Linked DNA regions of Mus musculus: regions 1, 2 and 4 are each linked to region 3. The links are chromatin contacts, called in public HiChIP or PLAC-seq maps. All regions are on one chromosome and are shown on one strand. The core of a region is the stretch at or near the end of the contact, and the rest is flanking DNA. Distances in the headings are between cores, read along the strand shown.

The links. HiChIP or PLAC-seq counts read pairs in DNA pulled down with a chosen protein or histone mark.
Region 1: a contact with region 3 is called in an H3K4me3 HiChIP or PLAC-seq map of pro-B cells, with 3 times the contacts expected there. The contact joins the enhancer-like site here to the promoter of Zranb1 in region 3. A contact is called at or near these places in 6 of 39 promoter capture datasets (the 3T3-L1 cell line, the C10 cell line, the HPC-7 cell line and 2 more), 1 of 484 Hi-C or Micro-C datasets (bone marrow-derived macrophages), 20 of 115 datasets of contacts at active chromatin or transcription factors (the 230-238 cell line, the SCID.adh cell line, bone marrow-derived macrophages and 12 more) and 1 of 9 other capture datasets (liver).
Region 2: an H3K27ac HiChIP or PLAC-seq map of thymic regulatory T cells shows a contact between it and region 3, with 4 times the contacts expected there. The contact joins the enhancer-like site here to the promoter of Zranb1 in region 3. A contact is called at or near these places in 4 of 39 promoter capture datasets (the C10 cell line, embryonic stem cells, hematopoietic stem and progenitor cells and 1 more), 1 of 484 Hi-C or Micro-C datasets (regulatory T cells), 5 of 115 datasets of contacts at active chromatin or transcription factors (bone marrow-derived macrophages, extraembryonic endoderm stem cells, microglia and 2 more) and 2 of 9 other capture datasets (embryonic stem cells and macrophages).
Region 4: an H3K4me3 HiChIP or PLAC-seq map of the SCID.adh cell line shows a contact between it and region 3, with 15 read pairs. The contact joins the enhancer-like site here to the promoter of Zranb1 in region 3. A contact is called at or near these places in 5 of 39 promoter capture datasets (the HPC-7 cell line, HPC-7-derived erythroid cells, hematopoietic stem and progenitor cells and 1 more), 1 of 484 Hi-C or Micro-C datasets (liver), 17 of 115 datasets of contacts at active chromatin or transcription factors (the 230-238 cell line, the SCID.adh cell line, bone marrow-derived macrophages and 12 more) and 2 of 9 other capture datasets (adipose tissue and pancreatic islet).

Annotation. Positions count from the first base shown.
Region 1 is chr7:132,629,956-132,633,620 of GRCm38.p6, forward strand. It overlaps Lhpp (phospholysine phosphohistidine inorganic pyrophosphate phosphatase), which reads left to right. Exons shown (of 7, transcript NM_029609.1): 2 at 527-714. Among named protein-coding and RNA genes, the nearest start is that of Lhpp, 21 kb to the left of the region's middle. Within about 2 kb of position 1,561, at least 32 of the 459 cell types and tissues checked have an H3K27ac peak or open chromatin away from gene starts, as enhancers often do. A contact at or near this core is called in pro-B cells and stem cell-derived neural progenitor cells, where this site is marked.
Region 2 is chr7:132,550,103-132,553,433 of GRCm38.p6, forward strand. No RefSeq gene overlaps it. Among named protein-coding and RNA genes, the nearest start is that of Gm35249, 13 kb to the left of the region's middle. Within about 2 kb of position 1,374, at least 239 of the 459 cell types and tissues checked have an H3K27ac peak or open chromatin away from gene starts, as enhancers often do. A contact at or near this core is called in bone marrow-derived macrophages, pro-B cells, regulatory T cells and 1 more, where this site is marked.
Region 3 is chr7:132,929,093-132,932,562 of GRCm38.p6, forward strand. Zranb1 (zinc finger, RAN-binding domain containing 1) reads left to right here and starts at 2,084. Exons shown (of 10, transcript NM_207302.3): 1 at 2,084-2,453. It overlaps 1500002F19Rik (a long non-coding RNA gene), which reads right to left. Exons shown (of 2, transcript XR_003946678.1): 1 at 1,916-3,470.
Region 4 is chr7:132,670,923-132,674,263 of GRCm38.p6, forward strand. All of the region lies in intron 6 of Lhpp (phospholysine phosphohistidine inorganic pyrophosphate phosphatase), which reads left to right. Among named protein-coding and RNA genes, the nearest start is that of Lhpp, 62 kb to the left of the region's middle. Within about 2 kb of position 1,704, at least 135 of the 459 cell types and tissues checked have an H3K27ac peak or open chromatin away from gene starts, as enhancers often do. A contact at or near this core is called in the SCID.adh cell line, adipose tissue, bone marrow-derived macrophages and 6 more, where this site is marked.

The DNA of each region.
Region 1 (3,665 bases), core at 311-2,810, 300 kb before region 3:
CAGTTTTATGGAGCCTAGATGCTGGGTTTGTGCAGAGTGGGGTTCTCTGATTATTGATGTTAGCCAGAAGTCAAACCTCAGCTTGGTACCTCTGCCTTGCCCCGTTGAAGAAGTATGGATCCAGAGTTAGTAACTCGTAGACGTGGGGAATGCAAGCACCGTGGAATGAGAAACGTGTGTGTGGTCTGGAGTGCCAGATAAATGTGGCCCGGGTGGAAAGGTGACATGTCTGCAGTGGGGTTGGGATGAAGTGTTCCAAGCAGAGGTAGGGAGACCTTGGGAAGTCTCATCTGACTCACATCATGTGAGGATAGACAAGCCATTTGGAGATGTGGTCTGCCAGCATTTTCTGTGTCAAGTAGTGGTCTATTCCAGCTGTGAAATCCTAGGCTGAACACATCTGTGTCTGTCTGGTACACACTGCTTCTTAACCAGCTGCCCTTGCAAAAGTCCCTCTCTGGTCTCTCCTCAGGAGGCAATGTTCTTCTGTGCTGAACACATTCTCGTTTGTGTTTTCCTGTCCTAGACTGAAACAGTCCCCGCTGAAAGTGAGGTTCTGTACCAATGAGTCCCAGAAATCCCTGAGAGAGCTGGTGGGGGTGCTTCAGCAGCTGGGGTTTGACATCTCAGAAGAAGAGGTGACTGCCCCTGCACCAGCCACCTGCCAGATCCTGAAGGAGCGAGGCCTGCGGCCACACTTGCTTATCCATGAAGGTAGGCCTGCCTTGGGCTTGACTTTTGAGGTAAAGCCTGAGGAGAAGGCTTGCATGCACGCACACATGCACACATGCACACATGCACACATGCACACATGCACACACACGCCCCTTGGGCCAAACCATGAGAAACACATGCACAGCAAGCCTGACTTCTTCCGTGACACTTGTGAGTTTTCAGAATTCTTGAGGCTTCCTGCTGGGGGATGGGGGAGAGGTAAGATCAGGCCTCAACTTTAACCTCCAGCCTCAAGGCTAGCTTCAGGATGCTCCTTAGAGGAAAGCCTGAGTGGTGTTCTTCGATCTAGGCAAGAGGTCAGGGATTCACCTAAGGGATTATTGAGAGAGGAAAGGAGGAAGGAAGGGCGCGGGGTGAATATGAAGGTATGCAAATCAAGCTTGCAGTTCATAGCTTTCCAGAAACTGCCACCCACAGCCTTGAGCTGCCTCAGTGATAGCTGGTCCTGCTGTTTGGTGAAATCTGCAGATGGCTTTGGAGCAAGGTCTGAAGCCAGATGATTTTGGTCAGAATGCAAGACCAGAGATCCTTGAGCCCTCAGTGGGGAGCTTTTGTGGAACAAAGCAGAGGGAGAGGTTTTCTTGAGGTCACTTTTTTGTCTTCCTTCCTTCCTTCTTTCCTTCCTTCCTTCCTCCCTTCCTTCCTTCCTTCTTTTTTTCCTTTCCTCCGTCAATACCGGTTTCATTTTGACAAATCTCTGGGCAGGGTACTCATCTGAGGAGGAGAGCGCTCTCTGGAAGGCTGGAGGGTGGAACCATTGCCCTGGCATGGTCATGCTCGCTCAGCCTTTAGAAATCATCTTGCTCACATCCTTTGTCTGTAGTTAGGAGCGCTGCCAGGGTTGCTAGGCATGTACGAGGAGTAGAGGAATTGGGGCAAATGCAGCATTGGCTCAGAGGTGGTGCTAACCAAGGAATCCAGCCGCCATAACAGAGCTGGGGGCGCGTGCTGCTGCCGTGCCCGTGTTTTCAGGAAACACCTGGTTTTAGGCTTTGATTTTCTCTGGGTTTTATTACTGATGTTTTCTTCCTAATACTTTACTATGAAAATATTCAAATATATAACCAACCTCAAAAACATTTACTTTGGGGGCTGGTATGGAGATGACTCAGTCAGTAAAATACCTGCTACACAGGCACTAGGAGTTGAGTTTGATCCTCAACAGCTGTGTGTAAAGCTGGGCACAGCGGTGTACCCCTATAATCCAAGAATTGAGACATGAAGATCCCTGGGGCTTGCTGGCTATCAGTCTGGCCCAATTAGCACGCTTCAGGCTCAGTAAGATATATCAGCAGACAAGGTGGAGAGCCGTTGAGGAAGACGCCCAATATTGTCCTAACCTCCACAAGCATGCACACACGTGCACACGCACAATTAAAATATTTTTCCCACCTCCTGGACATAGAGAAAGATATTCCATAGTGTTTTCTTAGCTCTGTGTCCATTCGTGCCTCTATCTGTCTGTTAGTTTTACTTTTGCGTCACTCCCCAGTGGATGTTGGTACCGTCCTCAGCATTTCATAGAGCTCAGTATGTGGTCAGTTTGCTTTCTGCTGATGTAAGATTTTACATGCAGTGAGAAGCTCAGAGCTCTCTTACACTTTTTGTTTGTTTGTTTATTTTTCTAAGAGAAGGTTTCTCTGTGTATCTTTGGCTGTCCTGGAACTTAGTCTGTAGCCCAGGCTTGCCTCCAACTCACAGAGATCCTCTTGCCTCTGCCTCTACCTCTCGAGTGCTGGGATTAAAGGTGTGGGCCTGGGCTTGGCTCTCTACTGCTCTTTCGCTGGCCTTAATTTTCATGCCCCTAGAATCCCACAGCCCCTAGAGAGCTCCAATATTATCACCCTGAAGCTTCCTGCACGCCCTTCAGTCAGTCTCCAGCCCTGCCCCCTTAGTGACAGTCATTAGTGATAATGTAAATAAATGTACCTATTTAGGATTTCATACCAATAGAGCATACCAATGTATAATTGATCCAGGGACCCCAAAGACCACTTTAGGTCTCATTGGTTCCCTGGAAGGGCTCCCAAAACTTAGAGAGACATTGGAATCCTTGGAATCAAAGTTGGGTACAGTGAAAGACCACAGCTCAGCTCAAGAAGGGAGGAGCTGCTCGGGGTAAAGGGCAGGAAAAGCCAGGAGTGATATCCCAGTTGTCCCTATGCTGGATGTGTTCCACTGACTCAGCAGTGAAGTGTGACACTGCAGGTTGGTAACAGGGATGCTGGAGGGAGCTTTGGTGCCTACACTCTTCTGAGAAGGGCTGGTTGGTCATCTAAATACACAGTCCTCATGTGACTGGCCTTAGGGACTCCATCTCCAGCCACACACTTCACTCAAGATCACACTGGCCCAGTATGATTCAGTTGGTCAGGAGCGAAAACCCCTCCTATCAAACAGGATTTTGTAGGGTCTACAGGGTCCTCCCTAGAGCTGTTGGGGGGGGGGCCTGTCTTAAGGTAGGCCTTTCTCTGGAGTGTACAACCCTGCTGAGTTAATCCCCTCCTTCACAGAAAGTCTGTGTAAAGCTCCTCTTGTTAGCCTAGAGGCTCATCATAGTGTTACCCGTGCCACTGTGCTCTTGCTCTTAGCCATGTAGGGAACATACCACAGTATATTTATGCCTGGATATTTCCCAGCTTCAGGTCTGTCCTAGGGTTTCTGTTGCTGTAAAGAGACACTATGACCATGGCCTTTTTTCTTTCCTTCTTTCCTTCCTTCCTTCCTTCCTTCCTTTCATTCATTCATTCATTCATTCTTTTGTCTTTCTTTCTTTTTGAGACAGGGTTTCTTTGTATAACCCTGACTGTCCTGGAACTTACTCTGTAGACCAGGCTGGCTTTGAACTCTCTGAGATTTGCCTGCCTCTGCCTCTGAGATTCAAGGCGTGTGCCACTGCTTATAAAGGAAAACATTTCATTGAGGCCGGT
Region 2 (3,331 bases), core at 124-2,623, 380 kb before region 3:
GGCTGGGGAGGGCAACGAGAACTGGACCTAACTTCTACACCTACCCCCATCTCTTAGATACCCACTGAGGCTAAGTTTCCTCCAGAGAGGAAGGCAGAACCTCTCTCCACCTGGAATAGTACCATCACTATGCCAAAAGAACAGTCTCTTGAAGTGAGCTGGGACTCAAACAAGTGAGAGTAAGGGACCATGTCCCCGCCCCACCACACAGCCACACACAGAACCACACAGGGCCACTCGGGCTGGAGACAGGAGTCCTGGGTCACAAGCCTGGGACATAAGAGCTGAATTCCACAGCACAGATGCTGTCAGAGTACCCGCTCCATGGAGGTCAGGCCTCGGCTCCTCTGGTCAGAGCTGACTGCCTTTCACAGCCTGGCTCCTCCTCCAGACTGGCTTTGGGGGCTGCTGCAGAAATGATGTGATCTGATCCTCTTTGAGAGGTAACATACTCTGCCACTCAACCCTCATCAGAAGGAGACCAGGGGGCAGGAGCAGCAGCCCCGAGCAGGACACCTGGGATTAGAACCCAGGCCTCCAGCAGGTTCAACTGAAGCCACGCTCCTCGATGTGTCCTCCGTTCCCTGGAGGAGCCTGCTGCCCCATTTTTTTAAAGGAAGAGATTAAGGCTCCAGAGTTTGCCTGGCATGTCCAAAGCTGATGACCAGTCTCCTCCTGCCTCAGAAGCAACCCTCTCCCATCTCGCTCCTGCCAGGAAGGGAAAGAGCCCCTCCTCAGAACTCCCGCCAGGACTCTTCTCCACGTGCAGGAGTCCATGAGAACTTGAGGAGTGTCCCCTAATGAGAAGTAAAGTCCCTGACACTGACATCAAGGACACAAAAGACTCTGAACAAGCAGACCTCATAAGGCCCCCAGTTTATCAACATTAGATCACATACTTCTATCCAGTCACAGTCTGTTTTGTTCTCACAGGATAAAACCACAGCTTAAAAAAAAAAAAAAAAAAACAAATGCAGAGGTTTACCATTTCTTCCATTCTTCATTTCCTTTAAAGGCTCCTAGGCGTCATAAAATTTCTATTAGATAAATGTGTATGCTTTTCTCTTTGTTAATCATTTTGTTGCAGAGGCCTCAGCCATGACCACAGGGTGGATGAGAAAAGGTATTTCTTTTCTCCTTCAGCGCTCACACACCCAGGGCCTCCCAGTCCTGGCTGTCTAGGTCATCACCATGTAATGGTAGATAGACAGCTGTCGACTGAGCCACATACAGAGGGAGGCCACAGTGAGGTGGCAGAGACAAAGTGCAAGAAAACCAAGTGCAACCAAAGAGCACCTTCCTACCACTCACACCATTAGCCCTAGCCTTCATTTTCCACGCTGCAAGCCCTTTCCATAGGCTTAGGGCGCCCTCTATTCCCTCCTAGAGAATGCACAGGTGATAGTCGCCCCCAGGGAAGTGGCCCGGGCTAGGTTACCAGGTCTTCTGAACGGGGCAAGAGGATGGGCACCGATAAGGTGCACTGGGCGACAAGTGGGTGAACATGATTCACACCCCTTAACCAGTCAAAAGACCGGGGACCCAGAGCACATAAGGGAGAACCCAGACCTGAACAGTCACGGCGCCGCAGAGGGAATTGTTTCTGCATTTTTTTCAACTGTTTTCAAAGTGTGCGTTCAGTCTGCACACTAACAACCAAGTTTTATGAAAGTACAGAAGTCTGCAGCCAAGAAGATTTGCAACCAAGGAACAGCAAAGGACAGCGAGCCCTGGAAGAAAACAGTTTAACACCACCCCTGAAACACCACCCCATCCCCTGCACCCATTGGCTCCTGGTCTCAGTGCTGATTCCCTGGCCTGCGCGCACGCGCGTCGCGGCTGAAACCTGAGCAATGCTTTGCCGGCAGTGCCCCCTGCTGTCCAAATACGTCTTCGGCCTCCTCTACCAGTGCTTAGCTCTAAGTCTGACTCAAGACATCCCTAACTACTCTACAGAACTCGAAGGTCCCTCTCCGCAGAAACGGACCATTTTTCCCCCCGGGAAAACTGACTTCAAAGGAGACTAAGTCATCAAGGGAATCTAAAAACCCAAGATGGGAAGTGGAAATGTCACTGAAGATGGTGGGTGTTTTCTGGCAGGTTCCTCCAAGAAACCTACCAGGGTCTCAGTCTGGCTCCTTTGTGGGTTCATAAGGTGTGTAGGGACCAGCTGGCCGTGGTTCCCATTAACTAAGAGCTCAGACTCATAGGGCATCCGACTCCACTTTAAAAAACAGTGGGCAGCGTGAGCGAAGGAAAGTGGGCCTAATTCGCCTGCTTTCATAAAGAATAGACAAGAGTGAGCTGGCCTGAGGTCAGCCTAGCTCAAAACAAAACTGAAGCTGGCCTCGATATTCATAGTCATCAAGGCACCCGGGCAGGCTCCTTACCACAGCTGTGTGCCCTCATGCTCACAAGTTCTGTCTGGGCCTGTACACTCCAAAAGAACAAACCTGGGGCACACAGACAGGGCTGCCACAGTGTTCTCTAGGAAAAACTTGGGAGTTTATGCACTGTGTGCATACACATCTTGAAGTCAGTTCCATTGTGTTACTATAAAATACAAGGCTTAGAACCCAGGAACCATAAATTAGTAGTTAAGGCAAACCAGATTAGGGGCTGTTATATTAGTAACCCCTCACCTACCACCTGCTAGCCTGGGGGGATCCTACCGTGATCAGCAGGTTTCCAAGTGTGATGTCGCCAGTTTATATGACGAGCTGTCATCTAGGACAAGCTGTCATCTAGGACAAACTGTCAGTGCTTAGGCTGAACCACTTTAACCCAAGTTCTGCTCTTAGGGTTCAGATAATGACACTGTAAAACTACAGCGTTTAGGGCATGCTACTCTGCAAAAAACCTGGGTTCAGTTCCCAGCACACACAGAGGGCAACTCACAATCTCCTGTTACTCCAGGAAGACCCAACACCCTCTATTTGCCTCCTGAAGTACCGACACGCATGTGGTGCATAAACATACGCTCAGGCATACGCACATATACATATAAAATAAAAATAACTTTTCTTAGGATAAGCATGGCTGGTGTCCACCCAAGCACAGGGAGGGTGAAAACCCCTTACCTGCATTAAGAGCAGACCATAAAAAGGTGTCCACATCCCCATGAGAGGAGTCTCAGAGCTCCTCTCATGAAAGACACCAGAAGAGCATGACACAGCTACATGGACTTCCATTGCAGGCTCTCTATCTGTCATGGTCTGGAAACTCCTGCATGCAACTGTGCACACACATGTGCATACAGAGGCATGTGTGCGTGCACGCACACATACACACACACACACACACACACACACACACTTGTGATCTCTTTTAT
Region 3 (3,470 bases), core at 834-3,333:
AAAGGGCAAATGATACCTTGGGTATGTATCATCCTTCAGGAACATCCACTTTTGTGTTTTAAGGCAGGATCTCTCACTTGTCTGGAGCTAGACTTAACTGGCTGGCTATGGAGCTCAGGGGTTCTCCTGTCTTCTCCTTTGGCACTGTCATTATAAGCATGAACCTGGCTTTCTTACATGGATTCAGGGGACTGAACTCAAAGCACTTTATATACTGATCCATCACCTCAGGTCTGAGAACTACTAGATGCCTCTCAAGAGTCTTTTTGTCTTCAATGCAGTTTTTTTTTTCCTTTGTTCTCCTTTTCAATTATAAGTTGATTTTCACTTTAATTTACTTAGCAATCCCATTTTGTCATTGTGGTTATTTTGACTTAGCCTCTTTCCGTGCTATCATTTTTACCACTAAGATGGTCTTCCTTATCTTTGTGTTTATTTCTTGGTGCAGATTTTTTTTTTACAAGACATTTATTAAATCAAATTTAAAAGCTTCCTCTGAGTCCTATCCCTTTTCTGACTAAAATAAACTACAACTTGGACATCTTACCGTGTGATTGGTGTTTATTTGGAGGCAGCATGCTGTAAAGCTTTGATTCAGGAAGAGGAAGTGCTTAAACAAAGTGTTTCCAAAGGGTCAACTGAACTACTGTTTTTATATAATAGCGTGGGATCCTACCTACAAATGAATTAATTATATCCTTGAGAACGTGTTGTTTTGTGTTGTTGTTTCCATTTAAACTTAATTTATGGATAAGTTCTCAGACCAGGTGGGGGTTGCTGAAGGCCTCTACTCCATAGCAATGGCTATGGAGAGGAAGCACCCCACTGGTTGTGAAAGATGTTGGTGAGGGGAAGTTATACAAAGTACTGTTCTTTTGATGGCCATGGTACAGCTGTCTTATACCATTTTATGCAAATAACTCAAGACACCAAAGACAGCTTCACAAAGTGAATTCCCACTCAAGTTTGGGAAACATCAAACTTCAAGTAACACGGTCATCCTTTTGGATCTGAGGTATCCAAACAATTACTAAATGCCCTCCCAGATTGCTGTTAATGTTCCTTCAAGATACTAATTAATTATTTTTATTTTTAATTATGTGTTTGTGCAAGTGAGTGTGGGTGTTGGTAGAGGCCACAAGAGGGCACTGAACCCCCTGGAGCTGGAGTTACAGGTGACTGTCTTCCACTGAAGTGGCTGCTGGGAGCAGAACTTTGCTTCTCCGAAGTAAGTGCTCTTACACGCTGGCCGTTTCTCCAGACCCCCCATATTACTATCTTTTTAAAAATTACATTTATTTATTTTGTGTGTAGCCCAGAGAACAACTGTGGGAGTTAGTCGTCTTCTTCCACTCTGTAGGTACTGGGGATGGAACTCAGGCTGTCAGGCTTGGCAACTTTACCCAGTGAACTATTTCTACGGCCTTTAACACATTACTTTTAAAGCAGTTTACATTTTGAAAAAGTTTGAAGTAGGGCTAGGTGAAGCTAAGAGTAGTGGTGGCGTAAGTCCAGCACTCCGGAGGTTTAAGAGTTCGGGATCAGTCTCAGCTATTTAGAGGGGTTAGAAATAAATCGGGCTACAAGAGAACCTCGTCTGAAAACAAAATAAAATGCCAAGTAAGCAAGGCTTGTAATCTCAGCGCTCTTGGGGAGGCTGAGGCAGGAATATCGTTTAAGAGTTCCAGGCCAGCCTGAGCCCCAGAATGACAGCCTGGGTCAAATTATTGAAATTTTAAAAACTGTTTTAAACCGCCGAAGGAACGGCCAAGCGGTCTCCCAGTTAGCAAACAGATGCGTGACTCACGCTTGATTCAAAGCGCTGGCGACTCTGCAGCAAAGAGCGGCCGGCGGCCAGGGGAAGAAGGCTCCCACCTCCCAAGTGCATCCTGCACTTAGACTTGAAGACACTCACCCGGGAGGACGCGTCGCGGGACCGCGCGCGCCGTAGCCTCACAATCAGGACGCACGCTGCTGACGTCACGGCCGCGGCCCGCTCCTGCGCCGGGAAAGAGGCGGTCGCCTATTGGCTGCGCCTCCTGAGGCCTCGGGACCAATCACAGGACGGTGAGCAGCGAGGTCCAGTTCCTGACGTTGTGCGGCCGCCGCGGGGTTTATTTAGCTCTAGGGTCCTGACCGCCGCCATTCGGAGTCCTCTGCGCCCGAGGCTGTCCCCAGACCGCTCCGCCCCTGTCCCCGAGCCTCGGCCCCCGCCTCCGCGCAGCCTCTCCGCCCCTCGGGCCGCTGGGAGCCGCGCGCGGGCCCGCGGAGAACATGTCCTGACTGAGGCGGGAGGGCGGAGGCGGCAGCAGCGGGGTGGGCGGCGGCGCCGAGGGAGGCGGAGAGGGGCCGGGCTCGGCTCGTCGCCGCTGGCCGTGCGGGAGTCGCCGCCGCCGCCGCGGCCGCCGGGCGCCGCGCGTCAGACGGGGAGGAGGAGGATCCGCGGCCGCCAGGTAACCGGGCCTGGGTTGGGGGCGCCGCGCCGCAGGCCCCTCGCGGGTCGACCGCGGCCTGACGGGGCGTCGCGGGGAGCAGGCTGCCGAGCCTCCGGGCGGCAGCGTTGCGGGATAGCGCATCGCAGGCCCGGGGTTGTCCGCGGCCGCGCGTCCATCTTGGGCTTCCCAGCGCGGGGACAACCCGGAGGATGAGGGAGAGTGGCCGCCCGGCTTGTTTACCGACCTCAGTTGGCCGCCTTCGTCAGCGGCTGGCGCTGCCCTTCTGCCCGCCTCATTCCGGCAACTGGGATCCCTCCCGAGTCCGAGTGTGTGGGTCTTATTCCCACCTCTTAGTAGGCCATAAACACCCGGATTTGTCGCTCTAAGTTGGTGCTGGTCCCCAAACTTGTGTTTTGGTCCCTTGTCCACTTTCTCTCCCCTCATACGTTGGCCTCCGGTTGCCTAAAGCAAATCAGGGTGAAAGTTGATGTCTGGTGGCCATGGGCAGCTGGAACTCCGCTCCCGGTAACGATCGCTCTGTGCACCTACCTTGTGGGTTTTCTTGTTTTGTTTTGGTTTTCTGCTCTAATTTGGCTGGTCATTGCACAGACAAAAGAGCTGTAATACTTGCTGTTAGCGCCGGGGAGAGGCAGTTTACGTTAAGCAAGAAGTTTGAACCCGCCCATTATCTTGGAGACGCTGGTTTTGAAACCACCTTGCTTAGAATTTTGTATCTCAACCCCTCGATTTCCCCTTTCGGTTACCCACTAAGTCAATTTTTATAAGTTCTTTCCACTGCTTGCAATGTTTGGTCTCTGTATAGTTGACCTGTGATGGTGTTAATAAACGTGATGTACAAATACTTGGAAGTGTTATATAATGAGTGGCTCCTGTACCCCGCAGTCTCTTTCAGTCGACTCCCTACCAACTTTTGCTACATGCATGGTACCTCTGTTGATCAAAAATGGGTGACTTGGCTTATATAGAGAAAACAGGGGAGACCCGAGGATCTTTGTGACAGAGGCCATTAGAAAG
Region 4 (3,341 bases), core at 454-2,953, 260 kb before region 3:
TGATGCTGAAGGTAGCCAAGTGGGATCTGGGTGCACCTGCTAGGATGTGTGCTCGCTGACTCCAGCTGCACCGTGTCCTCTAGTCCCTTCACTGTGGGTTCCAGGCTTCAATCCAGGGACCTGGCTAGCTTCCCTAGGGCCCACACCCTTCCAGCCAGGCCATAACCCAAGCGGTATTGATAGAATGGCCACCCACCAAGTCAGCAGTGAGGCCAGTAGGGAGGAGGCCTAAGAGAAGGGTACTAGGCTGGAACTATTTCATGCAGCCTATGATTGGATCCTGGAGGACGCTCTCAGCAGCTCTGCAGTGGCCCATGAACCTGAAAGGCTGCTTCTTAGAGCACTAGCAATCGTTGTCCCCTGCACTGTCCTCAAGGGCACCTGTTTAGGATATGCAGTGCCAGCTCTGGATTTCACAGTGGGTACCATGTGTCAGTCTCATCCATGACAACCTAGCACATAAATATGAGAAGCTTCCAGACCCTTAGGCCAACATGAAGCCCGTCTTTGCATGCCTGCATCCAGTCATGATGAACCTTAGAGTACACGTTACTGAGACCCTTTGTGCCGAGCACCAGGTCAACCTAGTTAAGGCTGATAACAAGAAACTAAAGAGATGGACCTCTGTGAATCGGAGCCAAAGGGGACATCTTGTAAAGCAGTTGGTTGCAGTTGTGTCGTGGTAAAGCACTGTGGCAGCGACTCTCAGTCTAAGATGTCATCAAAGAGAATGTCAAATGCAAGAAAGGAACAAATAAAAAACATGACTCAAAAAAAAAAAAAATCAACTACATAGAGGCTGGAGAGATGGCTCAGTGGTTAAGAGCACTGACTGCTCTTTGGTCCTGAATTCAATTCCCAGCAACTACATGGTGACTCACAACCATCTCTAATGGGATCAGATGGCCTCTTCTGGCCTGTCTGAAGACAGCGGCTGTGTCCTCATACACATAAAATAAATAAAAATAAATCTCAGAAAAGAAAACCAGCTACATAAACAAAGACGCCCTGTGAAGAATCCTGGTGATCATGGAGGTGCTTCCACCCCAGTGAGGTCAGCACGCTGGCTTTGACAGCGAGATGCTGCTGTTAGGGCGAATTGAGTAACTTAGATTTCTTACAACTCTGGGTGAATCTACACATACCTTGGGAAGTTTACTGACAGTGTATCAAGAAAGAAAATAACCCTTGCATGTAGCATACTAAGGAGATGGCTTCAGTGACCCAACGTAGATGCTAACAATGGGCCTTGAACACATGTTACATGGGGAGGGAGTTTCAGAGTTGCAGAGGTAGGGGCTTGGAGTCAGCCAGCTGTCTGTCTGTCTGTCTGTCTGTCTGTCTGTACATGGGTGTCAGCATCCTTCATGCAGGCATTTGTGGAGTATCTGCTAGGGGTGAATGCTGGACACACGCCCTGCTTCCCCAGTGGGAGGTGGCAGGGTATGGAGTGATTCTGGGCTGGGAGGTATGCCCAGCTGTGGAATCGGAGAGAGTTTTCTTCCTGTTTCTAAATTCCAAAGTTTGGTAGAGTTACATTATTGTTTATTAAGGAAAAGGTTGGATATTGAAAAAGGAAGCCACCTGGTCGATCTCATGTGGCCTGGGAAGCCATTTGGCAGCTGCTCTGGGCTGGAAGGCCTGACCTGCCAAGCTGTGAGAGAACTCGTGACTGGTGCAACTGTTGTGCTGCTGGGCTCTGCCCTGACTTCCCCTGACACGCCCTGTTCCAGCCTGCACTCCCATCAGGCACCAGACCAGAGAGCACTTGAGTGAAGCCACAGCTGTCATAGAAGACAGTGCTGGTTCCACAGCAGTGCCGTCACCCTGTGGTGTGGCTTGTGCCCTGCACCACACGTCTCTAGTGCCCTGTACTGTGCTCCATAAGCATCAGTGAGACCCATCTGAGGCTATGAAGAGACTTCCTCCCTGCCACCCTCGCTCTCCTTCTCTTGGCTTGTAGCATGCCAAGAAACCGTGTGGGTGGGGAGTTTCAGGTTTACAGTACCTTTTGGCTACACTGGAGGGTTTTGCCTGTCTGCCCACTTGTTCTACATCTGCCTACAGAAGTGAGAGCCATCTTCCCTTGCCATCCTTCAGTGGGAGTCTATAAAAGAGTGAAGACCCTTGGGCCAGTGAGATGGCTCATTTACTAGAGGGGCTTGCTGCCAAGCCTGCCAACCTGAATTATAAATTCCTGGGATCTTCATGGTAGAAAGAGAGAAGCATTTTTGTTTTTAAAATCTGTCCTCTGACCTCCACACACACCCTTGGCATGGGTTCTATGACATATGTATCATCCAATAAATTAAAAAAAAGTTTCAGGTATTTTTTAAATTAAAATATAATTACATCATTTTCTTCCTCCCCTTTCCTTCTTCCACCCCTGCTCTTCTCACCTCCCAATCTCTCAAATTCATGACCCCCCTTTTTTTAAAGAGAGAAAGAAAGAAAGAAAGGAAGGAAGGAAGAAAGAAAGAAAGAAAGAAAGAAAGAAAGAAAGAAAGAAAATGTTTGTAAAAAGAATATAGGCATCTATGCACAAGCTGTAATCTCCCAAATACAACCACCAGTGTGTCTCTGCTGCAAGATTTATTTATTTATTTATTTATTTATTTATTTATTTATTTATTTACTTACTTACCTACTTACTTATTTGGGTTTCTCTGTGTATCCCTGGCTGTCCTGGAACTCACTCTGTAGACCAGGCTGGCCTTGAACTCAGAAATCTGCCTGCCTCTGCCTCCCAAGTGCTGGGATTAAAGGCGTTGCAGGCTCTGCTGCAGGTTTTATTTAGGGTTATGGTTTAGTTCCCAGCACTATTTTAAAGTCTGTATCTAGATATCCAGGCTATCACTCAGATCTTGTGTCCTTTGGGGTCTGGTTGCCAGGTTTGATGATGGGCACCTCTAATCCCAGTGCTGAAGAGGCAGTGGGCTACATGGCAACCCCAACAGTAACAAGGAAGCAAGAAGGGAGGGGTGGGGCGAGAACTTGCTGGCACATCCAGGTAGAAGCATCCCATTCATTGTCTCAGGACAGTGACCTTGCTGAAGGTCAGGCGGCAGCTAAGGAGGATGGCTGACAGAGCCAGGACCAAGGCTGCTGACTTCCAGCTGCAGCCGACATGATCTGGTTACAAGAGTGAAGGAGAGAAACCTTTCTGCCTTCAGGAGCCAAGAAAACCAAGGCAACAAAGGCGAGGGCGACCTCTGCTGTCCTCGGAGGGCCTCGGTTACCAGGCTCGGAGGCCCATCCTGTCCCTGGGTGGCCTGGAACTCCAGCCTTGGCAGCTGTGCAGTGTTTGTTATGGGCAGTTACCATGCCACCCTCTGGTATCT